3 separate regions of the Arachis hypogaea genome follow, and regions 1 and 3 are each linked to region 2. Evidence: chromatin contacts called from public Hi-C data. All regions are on one chromosome and are shown on one strand. Each heading gives the region's core, a stretch centred on a gene start, on an enhancer-like site or on the middle of the called end of the contact. The rest is flanking DNA. Distances are from core to core; before and after follow the strand shown.

Region 1 (2,700 bases), core at 156-2,655, 86 kb before region 2:
GAAGATACTGCAGCACTAATAAATATGATGACATGTTCATATATCTTAGCTTATAGATCTTAGGTTAGTCAAAGGGAAAAAAGAAGAAGAAAGAAAGAGGTAATCAGATACATATATAAGGAAAGGTTGATTCAGTAAATCATAAATAATCCAAACTCAAACAAGTTATGAATGAAAGTTTGTGTTGTCACAAGTTGTGTGAATCTTGATCTCTATCCGATCTTTTATCTGCACTAAGATGGATCGACCCCATTATATTCACCTTTTAGTCCTAAAAGCCAAAAACACTAAGCAGCAGCACGCGCAAACACAGCCACTAACTCCATCTATCTTTTTCTCTTCTCTCTTTATATTCATACATATGAGGATACCATTTATTTACCTCTCTTGTTTCAATCCATTCCCTTTATCTTTTTACATACACTAGACAAGTTACCACTTTTTGCATCAAATTTGTGATTAATGGATGAGATATTAGTTACCGTGAAAAGATGGTTCCACAGTCACATTTGTATTCCCTGGTACCACAGGTTTTGGAGTGTGCTTTCCAATCTGATTGTACAGCATAACGCTTTGAGCACTTGTCACACTTCCACTTCTTCTCGCCATGCTTTCTGCAGAAGTGCTTCTTGATCCCTGTTAAGTCTCCTAAGGCCCTTGAAGGGTGGTTATGGACGCAGGTTTTCTCCGGGCACACGTACACTCTCTTCCTTACTTCTTTTGTTGTTCTCTGCTTCAGCTTCCATGGAAGGTTGTGTCCTCTTCTATGGAGTTGAAGATTCTGATCCCTTTGGAAACCCTTTAGGCAAATCTCGCACACGAACCTGTTTGTCGCCATCAGAGTCTTGGGTGACAAGGCTATCACTTCAGCTTCAGGATCTGTATGCAATAATCATAAAATACTCGTCATGACGATGATTGAAAAAGAAAAAAAGAGAGAGAAAAAAGATTAATACCAGGGTTTCCAGGTAGGTTTCTCTTCCTTTTCAAAGGTGGAGGATTGTTAGAAGTTGGATCATGAGTTTGGTTGTTGTGATGAAGAGGGAAAGCACCATTTGAAACTTCTCCATCATCCATGGTTTTAATTCCAAGTTTGACTTATGAAGAGATAGAGAAAATATAAGAGAATAGGAGAAAAAGCAAAGAGAATACGAAGATATAGGTAGGTAACCCTAAAGAAGAGGATGGTGATAATATATGGTGGTAGATGTGGATCTGTATGTATAATGTATGTATGGATGTTACAGTGAATTTGATTATCTACTTTTTAGGTGGAATAAAATATTAAGATGCTATGGGAGGCGGTGAAAAGCTACCTAGCTAGCTAATTAAAGAGGCTATGTACAGTGAAGAACCAAATTAATTAAAGGTGTATCATGACACATATCATGAGCTCTCAGAGGAAAGTTAAATCCTCATTTCGAATCATTATCCCATTATTTCTTTGCTTTTTCCTTCTCTCATTTTTCCCTCCTTCAATCACCTTTTTCCTTCATAATAATCTCAATTTCTTTCTAATTAATTATCTAAATGTTACAAGGATTAGCCTAGCTCAACCCCATCATATATGATTTCAAATTGTGGTTATTCACGTGAAAATAATAATTTAATAAAAAATATCAAACTATTTTCGTATGAAAATAATTTTGAGTCCCGTTAAGGAGACAATGATTTATTTGTACAATGTGTACAATAGGCTATATGAATTACAAAATGAATATCCCTCATGCTATATAGAATAACCATCCGAGTACTACGGATAATAAACATCTTCCCAAATCTAATACCATGTCATGATACCACTCATTCCAAAAGTTTCAGCTGATGGAAAAAAGTAACACTAATGATTATATATCTAATACTCCCTAAACCTTCATTGTACATCTTGTACAAATATTTCATTGGCTCCTCATACTTTCTCAATAATTTTATATACATGAGCAGTTGCTTTTTTAAATATATAAAAGATATTTATTATGATATTTAAAAGTTCATTTTTAATTAATAAAAAGTTAAATAATTAATATTTAATTTAAAATATAAAAATATTATAAAAAATAAATCAAATAAAAATTAGAGATCAAATTAAAAGCACTATAGAATTTAGCCTAAATTTTTATTACATGGTTATCCTGCAGAGCAGTAGTAATATAATACATAATTCTCTTTCAGAAAATTAAAGAAAATTTGTTGCATTTTGTGCATAGGTATAGCTACCTAGCTAGCTAGCAAGTTGCTATAGAAACATGAAAATAATACTGGTCCTTCATCTAGCTAGATAGATTATTATTTTTTTGGATAAAATACTATTTTAATTTTTAATATTTGAGTCCGATTTTAATTTAAATTTTAATATTTAAATATTTTATTTTTGTTCCAAAGTATTTTAACTAATTTAATGTTATTCTATCATTATATTTGACACAAATAATTAACGGAACGAATGAATGTTAATAACATTACTAATTAAGTCATATATTTTTTTATGTATTAAAAAAACATAATTCAAATCTTCTTGTAATACTTCTTTTCTTTGATTTTTTTCTTGTACAAAACTTCAAATTCTAATAATCAATCATCAACATTCTAAAATCAAATGAAAAATTTATATGGGTGATTATTGGTAGATCGATTTTACTTACATACTGAAATTAAATACTATTAACTCTTCAATATGTAAATTATTTGTATCAAATTTAA
Region 2 (2,700 bases), core at 166-2,665:
CAAACCTGCTTTTTTTATTCATTGTCTAATGGTCATCTTCTCTTCATCAAAAAATAAATTTTAAATTCTCCAATTTTTTTATATAGCTCTCCATGACTCTATGTATCTTTCAATCTTATTATTTCTCTTTTTGATATTTTCAATTGCAATTTTTAATTCAAACAATTATAGTTTAGGTATTAATCTAATATTTTATTTTTTTCGTGACTTTATATATTTTATTTTATTCTCGATTTATTCATCCTTATTACTTATTTTTTTATCTTTTGTTCTATTATATGTATCTATGTTGCATTTATAAAATGAACTGATTAATTTACTAATTTAGAATATATTTTTTATTTTTAAAAATAATAAAAAAAATATTTTAATTACAATATATAATTAAACAGATACATAAAATCTTTTATCTAACATTATATCAAAATTAAATTAAAAAATATATAACAAATTTAATTATTTTAAAAAAAAAAATTGTAAGTTATATTTTTATTATTTTATATAAACATATTTTTTATATAAAGATTTAATTTTTTTAGTATTTATATATAATTCTAATTTCAAATTATAAATACTAATGTATCATTAGGCGCTAATATGCCAGTAAATTCAGTCTTTTATTATTAAATGTGTATAAAAAGACTAGTTAGGATAATAAGTTATCTATAATTTAATTAAAATATTTTAATTTTAAATTTTAGAAATAAAAAAAATATTTTTTTATAAATTATATGTAATGAATAGTATTTTAAGAATAAAAGTGTTCACTAACTCTTTTTAATTTTTATATCTCCATATAATTAATAATATTTTAACAAAACTTATTTAATATATATATTTTTGTCCCCACTCCTAAAATTTCCTGAGTCCGTCACTAGTGCTAATCATAATATTTATTTGGAAATCCAGCGATTTTAGTGGGAAACAAACACAGAATGAGAAAAAAAATCGAATTGTAGTCGTCAAGCTCTTTGCTGAAAAAGTTATAAATTTAACGATAATAATTTTTATTTTTTATTTTACTAATATTTTTGTTTTACATGCCTTTTTCAACAAATTTTTTTTAGTCAAGTGAATTGGACCGCCTCTAATCTTAGACATTACACCCATATATCACATATCTATACAACACACTCACACATACTGCATGAATATACATTATAAATTCTTAAATAATATCCAATCTTAGTTAAAACTTGAACCCAATACAACTTGCAAGAAGTATACAGATATCTGTGTTAGGCCTATGCTACTTTCAACAATCTTGAAGAGGAGGATGGAAACTAAAAAGAATGGTTTGTGGGTGTTTTTATTTATAGTTGATTCACTTGATTGTCTGGGAGGGATATGATATACCATTTGAACCAAGCCTTCAACTACGATTTTTTTTTTTTTTTTTTTTAACACACTCACACTATACACTCACTCACACAACAGAATTTCTGGGCCTATTGTTTTGCAGGCCGTAACAGGCTCACAGTCCAATGAAAAGTTCAGGAAGATATTTATATACCTTTTGTATATGGCCCAGTTAAAAACCTTTTGTAAGATTCATGAGCAAAAGAAAAAAAAACCATTGGTAAAGCGAAATGTTGTCATGTATTCTATTTTAGTGTGATGATCGGTGCAATTATATGGAATCAACGTATTTTTGAAATTTTTAAATAAAAAATATTAGGATATAACTAAAATATATTGGATAAAAATATACATATTTTATTAATATTTAAATAATAAAAAAATTATTCCTATGTTAAAGCAGTATCACAAAATATAATAATCATTCAACATATTAATTAATATTATAACATAAAATTTAGAGCACACGATAAATTTATAAACATATAATAAAATAATAGATTAAACTTACTGCATACAATATGTTACGATGGGTAATCGGAGATTAGTGAGCTGGACTTGTTGGTTGGTTGGCCCAATTGTCAGAGGATGGTAGTTTCCGAGCAGGTTCACACGCTGGAGGCCCCTTCCGAATTGTGTATGTGAACGAATGGGAGTGGTACCTACAAAGACACTCCGATGCCTAAGTCAGCAAGGGTGTAAGCAGGTCTAGAGAGTATTGGGACTTAGAGATACCTGAGAGGTGTCAGTATATTTATAGTGGGGAGCCAATAACCACCGTTGGAATAGTTCCACCTTCTAAGATGAGTAACCGTCCCTTTATCTTAGGGAGGTTAAGATATGACTCCTGAAAGTGGGTTGAGAGATTTTAGGGGCAGTTATTTTAGTATTATCTGCCAGCTAATCCTCGTTCCCGACTTCCTTAGAGCAAGTCGTGGTAGGAACCGACTCCTAAGGGGAAAGTCGGTGTAAAGTGAGGGCCAATTCCTTGGTTTGGACATTTCTTTTAAACCTGGGCCTTATCGTTGGGCCAGGGTATGAATAGTGCCCCTACTCGAGCCCAATCTCTTTCAGGAGTTGGGTTCGAGTATTCTAACTCGGGATTGTAACCGACCTGCAGAGGAACCGACGTGATTTTCGGAACCGACGTGATTTTTGAATTTCTCCACAGTCGCGTCTAATCAAGCGTCGCGTCCGTTTAGGAGTTCGCGTATCCACACGTGGGGATCAGTTGCATTGGTAACGGTTCACCCATTAATGACTACCTCCGTTTTTACCATTATGCCCCTAGCGTGTTTATAAATACTTTCCCTCTCTTTCGTTGTTTCGTTTATGAAAACT
Region 3 (2,700 bases), core at 165-2,664, 110 kb after region 2:
AAATTATATTCAAGTCAACCAAACCTGCATAAAATGACACCAAAAGCACAAGACAATACTCTGTTTCTAGTTACACTAGGTATAGAACAATAGCACCAATTACACTCCAATTCGATTGATATACACCCAAATATCAGTCATATACACCCAAATACCAATCACATACACCTCTATTATTTTTTGGGTTACATGACATTATATGATTTCAAAATGATATTCAAGTCAACCAAATATGCATAAAATGACACCAGAACCACAAGTACAAATTCAAGAACAACAACACCAGTTACAGTTGAATTTACTTGAAATACAGTGAAAGTTTCTATTTATACAAACTCAGTTCCAAACATGTAAACATGCACAAAAACACATTAAAATATACATTAAACAAAACGTAAAACAGTTATCACCTATTAAACAGTTTGACGAGAATGGTAATATCTATTTTCAACCAAGAACACATAATGAATCTACTTAACAAACAGGAATACGACGATATAGTGTTTCGCATTCGAAATGAGAAACAAAAAGTGAAAAACCTCGAAGATTAGTGAAACAATACCTTAAATAATCTTTCGGTTTTTTTTATGGAGATTTTGAAGTTTCTTGTTGATTTCCTTGAGCGTTGGCGACGATTTTGACAATTTTTCAGAGTTTTCGGACGTGGTTTGAATCTTGACGGTTGTGGTTTTGATCGAGGAAGAAGAAGAAGCATCTTTTATAATGGTGACTTTGTGAGTGAGCGTGCTATGAAAACTGTTGAGTAGCGCACGTGTTTACACGTTCGTACCGGTAATTCTCATTTTTATTGAGTTTGGCTTAACTTGTATGACTTGTAAACGAAAAAAATTGTATTTGTAACACGTCTGAATTAATTAGAATCAAAAGATAAAAATTAGTAGCTTCCAAAATGCTGTTTCCTGGTAACATGTTAAAGATAAATTCTCTTATTAAAGGCCCATTAAATTATATGTAGTGGACAGAGATTTATTTCGCTTTTTAATTTACATATAGAACCATCGAAGGTGTAGTGCGCTGATATGGGGGAGGGGAGTGCTATACAGAATGGTGGTGTCAGGGGGAATAATTCGGACCCTCCGAGTGCGAGTCACAAGACGCACGGTCCGAGTAGCGTGTAGTCTGTTGAGGCCACTGCCCAACTCGGACCCTCCAAGTTGCATAGCGTTACGGACCGTCCGATTTCTACTCAAACCAATCGCACGGTCCGAGTTCAGTCAAGCACTGAACACGCGTCGCTCTCTGCTTTATCCCCGAACGGTGCCCCTTTTTGAAGAAACAAACAACTTTAACCCTCCCTCACCATCCGAAAACCAAAGCCATCACTCACACTTCACTCTCACACCTTCTTCTTCCTTTCTGAAGCTGAGCTTTGCATGGTGGAGGAGAAGAAATAATGCCCAAAAAATATAAAGTTAAAGATGTTGATCGATCTGAGCTTCATATTATTCATTATCTCAGTGATCCTGATTATGTAAGTTTTTTTCAATTATTTTTAAATTTTACAAATTTTTTTATATTTATAATTATTAATATTAAGAATTTAATTTTTATAATTGTTGTTAGAAATGCAGTTGAAAAATATAAAAATAGATGGATTATGACTAATTTTTCAATATTTGTTAGATTTTTCTAAATTTTTTTTTACAGATTTTTAATAAGAAATATTATTATTAATAAGAAAACATTATCATTATTATTGATGGAAAGCTTTCGGTAGTAATAAAAGAAGAAGTAAATAGATCTCTTATTCAGTAGAGAATGTTATTTTTTTTTAATTTTTTATAAATTTTGAGTATAATTATTTGTTAGTTAATGATATTTAAATGTTTATTTAAAAAAGTAACTATAACTGTTATCGAAGAATTTAAATGTTAATGTTATTGTTATTGTTATTGTGAGTGAGAAAATGTTAATGTTGAATAATTAATAGGATTATTTTAATTAAGCCATGCTAGATTTTTTATTATGACAATGTTTATAGTTTTTAGAATATGAATGTTAAAATTTTGTAGAATACGAATGATGGCATATACTGATTGTTAATATTTTTTATTATTGAGGAGAAAATGTTTAACAAATGTGTAATTAGTATTAGATACTATTTAAGATGTTGTAATATTGTTGAGAATTTTCATTAAGAATAAATGTATTGGTAATGAATTTTATTTGTAATTATGAATAATTTTAAGGATTAATTAAATAATTTTAGAAGTTAAAAGAATTAGTTATATAAGGAATTAGTGAAATGATTGATGATGGGAAGTTAGTAATTGATAATTATAATATGACTAGTAATTTGTTATGTTTTTTTGTAGAAATTAAGAATGTTGACATGTAACCACCCAGTTCCTCTGGATCGGTACAACGATAAGGTGGAGGAGCATTTATGAATTACCGGGTTCTATCATGTGTCTCAGATTGGGATAGTTCAGTGTCAGAAAGCATTGGTAAATGCTCTAATCGAACGTTGGCACCCAGACACACACACGTTTCACCTTCCCATTGGTGAATGTTCCGTGATTCTTGAAGATGTGGCTCTAATACTTGGTCTTCCCACAGATGGTCTTCCAGTCACAGGGATGACAATGAGTAGTTTTGAAGCCATGGAGGCGGAGTGTTTGCTTCAATTTGGGGTTGCACCTCGTAAGGAGGACTGTAGATCAAGCTGCATAAAACTGA

What was found. A called contact is a pair of places that touch in the nucleus more often than the background predicts.
Region 1: a contact with region 2 is called in a Hi-C map of leaf, with 2.5 times the contacts expected there. The contact joins the promoter of LOC112772789 here to the enhancer-like site in region 2. A contact is called at or near these places in 3 of 8 Hi-C or Micro-C datasets (all in leaf).
Region 3: a contact with region 2 is called in a Hi-C map of leaf, with 2.5 times the contacts expected there. The contact joins the promoter of LOC140181237 here to the enhancer-like site in region 2. A contact is called at or near these places in 2 of 8 Hi-C or Micro-C datasets (leaf and an unstated tissue).

The regions. Positions count from the first base shown.
Region 1 is chr18:11,915,871-11,918,570 of arahy.Tifrunner.gnm2.J5K5, forward strand. LOC112772789 (zinc finger protein MAGPIE) reads right to left here and starts at 1,406. Exons shown (of 3, transcript XM_025817789.3): 1 at 957-1,406; 2 at 483-879. The coding sequence starts at 1,077.
Region 2 is chr18:12,001,541-12,004,240 of arahy.Tifrunner.gnm2.J5K5, forward strand. No RefSeq gene overlaps it. Among protein-coding and RNA genes, the nearest start is that of LOC140181535, 11 kb to the left of the region's middle. Within about 2 kb of position 1,416, at least 2 of the 3 cell types and tissues checked have open chromatin away from gene starts, as enhancers often do.
Region 3 is chr18:12,108,409-12,111,108 of arahy.Tifrunner.gnm2.J5K5, forward strand. LOC140181237 (serine/threonine-protein phosphatase 7 long form homolog) reads left to right here and starts at 1,415. Exons shown (of 6, transcript XM_072224765.1): 1 at 1,415-1,492; 2 at 2,337-2,393; 3 at 2,439-2,700. The coding sequence starts at 1,415.